Linked DNA regions of Hordeum vulgare: region 2 is linked to region 1. Evidence: chromatin contacts called from public Hi-C data. All regions are on one chromosome and are shown on one strand. The core of a region is the stretch at or near the end of the contact, and the rest is flanking DNA. Distances in the headings are between cores, read along the strand shown. Region 1 holds the start of LOC123444548 (KH domain-containing protein SPIN1-like). Region 2 holds the start of LOC123444582 (B3 domain-containing protein Os05g0481400).

Evidence for each region. Hi-C and Micro-C count contacts between places; a contact is called where the count stands out from the background.
Region 2: a Hi-C map of leaf shows a contact between it and region 1, with 2.7 times the contacts expected there. The contact joins the promoter of LOC123444582 here to the promoter of LOC123444548 in region 1. A contact is called at or near these places in 3 of 6 Hi-C or Micro-C datasets (leaf and seedling) and 1 of 1 datasets of contacts at active chromatin or transcription factors (embryo).

The regions. Positions count from the first base shown.
Region 1 is chr1H:452,105,012-452,107,894 of MorexV3_pseudomolecules_assembly, reverse strand. LOC123444548 (KH domain-containing protein SPIN1-like) reads right to left here and starts at 1,378. Exons shown (of 7, transcript XM_045121313.1): 1 at 1,089-1,378; 2 at 826-914; 3 at 364-524. The coding sequence starts at 1,183.
Region 2 is chr1H:452,249,157-452,252,039 of MorexV3_pseudomolecules_assembly, reverse strand. It overlaps LOC123444582 (B3 domain-containing protein Os05g0481400), which reads right to left and starts at 1,468. Exons shown (of 7, transcript XM_045121362.1): 1 at 1,289-1,468; 2 at 1,001-1,060; 3 at 793-891. The coding sequence starts at 1,381.

The DNA.
Region 1 (2,883 bases), core at 129-2,628:
GAGTTCTGTCTTGATGGCAAGTATGCAACAAGAGAGATAGGCTTAAGGCTGAGATTGAATGCCTCAGAATACGAGCGATCAAATGTGGTGGTGAGGATGCAACTTATCCCATCCATTCCATGTTATCATCAAGTGGAAGTACGGGGACTGCATATGATGTGATAACATAATATACAATTAACAAAGCAATATGGCATCATATGATGGATGCAACTTACGAAAGGTGCAAAGATATAGCTGCAACCTTCACATCACCAAGATCTTGTATTTCATTCTTTTTAAAGATTAATTACCAGCTGATGCGATCAGACATGATGGATGACTGAATATGCCACCCTCATGTCAGGTGACCAAGGCAATTACCTCTGGATGCGCCCCGTTCCACGGGCCAAAACCATTTCCACAGAAATTAGGCATGGGGGGCGACGGGTGATGATGCATCTGGTTTGGGCTCGCCATGGGCGGCAGCCTCTCAAAGTCCCCACCATGCTGGTGCTTCAGCAGGCAGGACACCCGCATTATCTCTGGCAGCACGAACACAACAGCAAACATCAGAAGATGGCATTAGCAAGAAAAGGTACATGAAAAACTTGCTGGCACCGAAGAATCGTATGAATCAAGCTACATACTACTACATGCTTTCAAGGCCTACGACGCACACAAAGAAGACTGGTTCTTGAGGCCGAAACAGAGTCAAGTGAGCAAGTAAGTTTGCATCAACAAGAGAGAAATCCGGCCGCGGCGAATCAGCGAGGACGAATTCCAATCTAAGCCAATAATGGCAAACGGGGCGGCGGCGGCGAGGAAGCGAATCGAGGCTCTCACCATGGCCCAACAGCTTGCTGCAGATTGGCAGCACCTGCGTGAACGGGACGAGCTTCTGGTGCTCCTGCAGCAGCTCCGACAAGTAGTGGCTGCGGCACCGACGCCATCCAATCCGACGGGCACAGGCGGGCGCAGGAGGAGGAGGAGGAGGGGAGGAAAACAGAGGCAACCGATTCAGCGAGGCCGTCCACCAAGAAAAGAGCCAATCCTTAACAAGAAGAGGCGAGACCCAATCTCAGCCGCCGTCCGTGCGTGTCCCTTACCTGCCTACGTCCGGCGGGCCGGCGGGGGGCCTGACCTGCGGCGACATGGCCCTCCCGGGGGAGAAGCAGGCGTCGGCGCCGTGCAGGCCGTCCATGGCGATGGCGGCGGGCGGCCAGGCACCAATCGTGAGGGAAGGAGCCAACCGAACGGGGAGGAAGATGAGGGCAGAGGCGAGGCGATGGGAGAGGAGTTTGTGTGTTTTTTCGCCTCGTATTCCCTTTTCTTTTCTCGGTACGGTGGCGATGCCCCTTTTTTAGGAAAATCTCGGCAAAACCCTGCGCCGCGCACGACGTCCGACGGGCGGCCCCTCCCCCCTCCCTCTCTCTCTCTCTCTCTTCTCTCGCTGCCCCGCCGCCGCTACGCTAGGGTTTATAACAAACCCAGCCCCTGGCTGGTGGCTGACACCCGCGAGATACGCACCGGCCTCCCTACCACTTCGCACAACCCTCTTTTACCACCACGGGAGGAGGACTGGCAGTCAGCCAGGGATATCCATGCTGTGCTGCCAGGTCCATATCTGTGAATCAAAATCAATCAATCAATAGCCAGCATTGCTGCCGATGGGCATGCCTTGATGTTGTGCGCATGAAGTTTTGCCGTGAATTTAATTAACGTGCTTCATGATTTTATGATGGTATTGGGCTTATTATAGCAAATTGTGATGTAGTGATCCCCTGTTTTGCTGTATGCGAAATTACCACCGCCCAGTTATGACCGGCCTTATTACCTTGTCTTGGGAAATAATATGTACATGATGATCCTGGCGAGAGAAAAAAGAGGTACGTGATGTGATTATCTGGCACGTTATCAGTTGATGGGTAGATCTGCGTCCACGTGAAGTTACTGCTAGAAAGCTCTGGTGATTAATATAGCTAGTAAGTTTGAAGTTGGATGGCATCCGTGTTTGGGTGGTTGGCGAGCATACTAGATACCAAGTTTGTGTCACAGCAAATGGTCGTGATATGTTGATCTCGTGTTACGGAAACCAACGATAGCTCGGAGACGTGGTTTGCGTCACGCTACGTTGCCAATATCTGACTATATCTGAACGGCGGCTCTCGTGTGAGATGGTCAGATTTCTTTTGGGGTCGCATGCATCCTAGAGTTGACGATGTATAATACCAACATACATGTTTCGACGCACACCGCGTACTTGAGATATGATAGTATCACATGGCGTGCTCAAGATAGGATAGTACCATAGCACTAGTGGCATATTTAGGTTGCGCAAGATAGTTTCGATATGGTGTGGTTGTGCAAACTTGTGTGTGCTTCACTATTCTCTCACATATATATAGTTACTCATGCTAACGATAGCTAAATCTTCTTTTAACACAGCACAGACGCAATTGTTCATATACACTCGCATACACTCGCCCGTATGAACGCACACACACGCCATATCCCTATGAGCACCTTCGAAAAACTTAGCTGACATATCATCTTGAAATTTACAAAGTCACCGTAGTCACCTCGTCATCGACGGGAATGTCTCCTCCCACTGAATGCGCATTGCCGGAAATCCTGAGACAAATCTAGAAATAAATGCGAGCACCAAGATTTGAACCCTAGTGGGCTGGGATACCGCAGTCCCTCTAATCATCCAACCATAGGTTAGTTCGCAACGATAGCTAAATCTCTTAGTTTTATCTAGATGGCGTAATTATTGCACGAGAGGACGATGTGTTTTTACCATGCACTGCAAGGCAACAACCCCACAGTCTTTTACTAAACTCAAAAGACAAGGCACAATGTTGCTAACCTAGAAAGTTAAAGTACTTACCAAAAGGGCAA
Region 2 (2,883 bases), core at 219-2,718, 140 kb before region 1:
CCCCCCGTGGCCAGATCTGACACCTTGGGACGCCATCGCGTCGAGGCAGCCACAAGCAGCCGGCAGACCATCACCCACGAGAGGACAAGGACGCCAAGCCGGACAGCCACCACGCCGGCCGAAGACGCCGAGGACGAGCCTCCCACCACCACGGGCTCACACCACAAGCTAAGGCAATCGCACGCGTGGAGAGCCCCGCCGCCGCTGTCCTCCGGCGCGGGCTTCGCTCAGCGGAGCAGGTATGGATCCCCCGAGCCGCCCTAGGGACGACATGGGGTCAGATGCGTTTTTTCTGGACCCTCCCGAGAGCGGAGCTTCCAAGGAGTGCGACCCCGATGATATACAATTACAAACCCCATCCCAACCGATGCATCAGATTGCAAGAATGGCAGAAACAACTTTCACAAGCATATACGCGTTGAAATATATTGCCCGTCTTCCTTCATCAATTCGAACTTTTGGATGAGTTGGTTGAAGCATGAATTTAATATACTAGTATCAAAGCAAAGAGGTCTTGAGCTCAAGACCCTACCAACACAGTATTAAAACAAAAAGATTATGCGGTGTACATCGATCCCACGTCTAAGGACTAAAATAACCTAGACGTAAGAGGAGTGTTGAAACATATTGTCTTTCTTTCTCCATCAGTTTGATTTTTTAGATAAGTTGGTTGGAGCATGAATTCAATAATACGCTCCTTCAAACAAAGTAGGGTACAATTATTATTTTTGTCAATTTTCAGAAATGAAAGTAAACAAATCTCACGAAGCGGACAGCCTAAAGAGAACTCACATCATCCTTGTAGGAGACAGTGGTCCTGGCCCTGGAGGAGCGCCTGACTTCAGTGCTAGCATCGAACTTCTTCCTGGGCTTTGGGCTGGCGCGAGCGCTCTGCAGAAACAAGGACATCGAATCAACCGATGGCAACCGCACAGATTCAAACCCCCTAACACACACACTGGATCCCGGATTGAAAGTACAGTTGCTGCGATGCGCGCACCTTGTCCGGCTGTCTCGTGGCCTGGATCAAACTCTTGGCCATCTTGGATATTCCCAAATCCTGCGGAAAGGGGGGAAAGAGGCAAAGAAATTAGTTTTTTTTTCTTTAAAAGAAAATCCCAAGCCGGCCAGGGCGAAGAATCCAGAGGCAAATCGGCAGCGAGCATCGTCGCGAAATGCCTCATCTTTCGCGCATCTGCTACTGCGCGTAAGAAAAGGGGGGGAGGGAAGGGGATTGGTTGGTGCTGGTTCGCTGGGCGTTTCCGAGCGAGAGAGTACCAATGCCTACCTCGAGGTGCTTGAGGTTGTCGAGGATCCGCTTCCGGCGCTCCTCCTCGTAGGCGGCGCCCGCGCCGGCGCTGCCCGCCTCCGTCGTCGCCATGGGCGGCCGCGCCTTTTCCTCTCTCGTGTGTGCCTACGCGGAGGGCGAGACGCGGGTCAAAGGGGAGGGTCAAAGTCTTTCCGTGGCCTTTTGGAGAGAGAGGGAGTGGCCGGCCTTTGTGAGACGCACACGGCCACCGGCTAGGGAATTTTGAATTTGAACGGAACGGAATCCGATCCGACCGATGCGTCCTACGGCAACGGCGACGGCGACGGCTGGTGTCCATCGCCGTGCGACTGTCGGGTGGGCCCATGTGTTCCTACCACGGTGTATCGATTGTAGAATGAATGCAAAGAGACATAGAGTCCAAATGATCCACTAGTTTTATTGCAATGTGGGAGACCCACTTATATACAAGATGAAGGGATGTGTTGAGAAGACACATTTTCCCCAACAGACACCTCCTGGAAGGCATCCCTCCCATACAATTGATCACATGTTTTATTTCTCAACACTCCCCCTTGATCAATTCATCATCTGTATATTGAAAACTGAAAACTTCTTCAAAAATCTTGTGGGAAAAATTGAGGAGAAACCTTATAATAATATGCCATCGAAAACTCCTTTAAAACCCAGTGGAAAAAATATAAGGAGAAACCAATATGGCATACATCCGCACTTGTATTTATATTATCTCGTTAAAAACCTTATATGAGAAACCATCTTGGAAAACTCATAAAGGGAAAAAGAGTACAATATGAATGATCCGAAGATCACCAACAGGTTATAACATGGGATTTTACTTCCCCTGAATTTTGCAAACATCAATGTTGTCTCATACCAATTCCACGAATGCGATTCTGGAATATAAACGTTGGTAGAGACATTGTGAATCTCACAATAATTTGTTTGCAGATTATTCTCTTACATTTCTGTAATCCACGAGGATAAATATAACCCATAAGCAATACAAGTGATATTATCTTGGTAGATAATGATCTTTGATTCCAATGAATCTCATGTATATCTTGTCATGCTTCAAACATAGTTATTGCCGAATGATTATAGGAAGGACTCATTTAGAGTCTATTCTGAAGGCTTCACTCAGAATACTCTTCCATTAAATCCAGTTTTTGATATGGCATTGTTGGGATCGGATTATCAGCCACTATCAGGATATCACACCATGGTCCCATCTTAATTATCTCAATGGAATTAATCAAGACTGTTTGTGTCTTGGACATATCCGAAGATATTTCTTACACCAACCATTATACCTTTTATTGGGGATTGCACTCTCAATAAATTGCCAAAAAAATAGTGTCAGGACTGACTTACTTTGCAATATACATGAGTGCTCCGATGGTACTCAGATGTGGAACTTCATGTCCATTATCACTTCACCATCTCACATGGACTTGTGTCCCGTGTCAGGTATAATATGACCATATGTGTCTTTGATAAGATATATCAATATTGAACGTTTTCAATATTTCCAGATATATAAAGACTGACATACATTTATTCCCGGGGGATTTTGCTAAAGCTATAAACTTAGCATC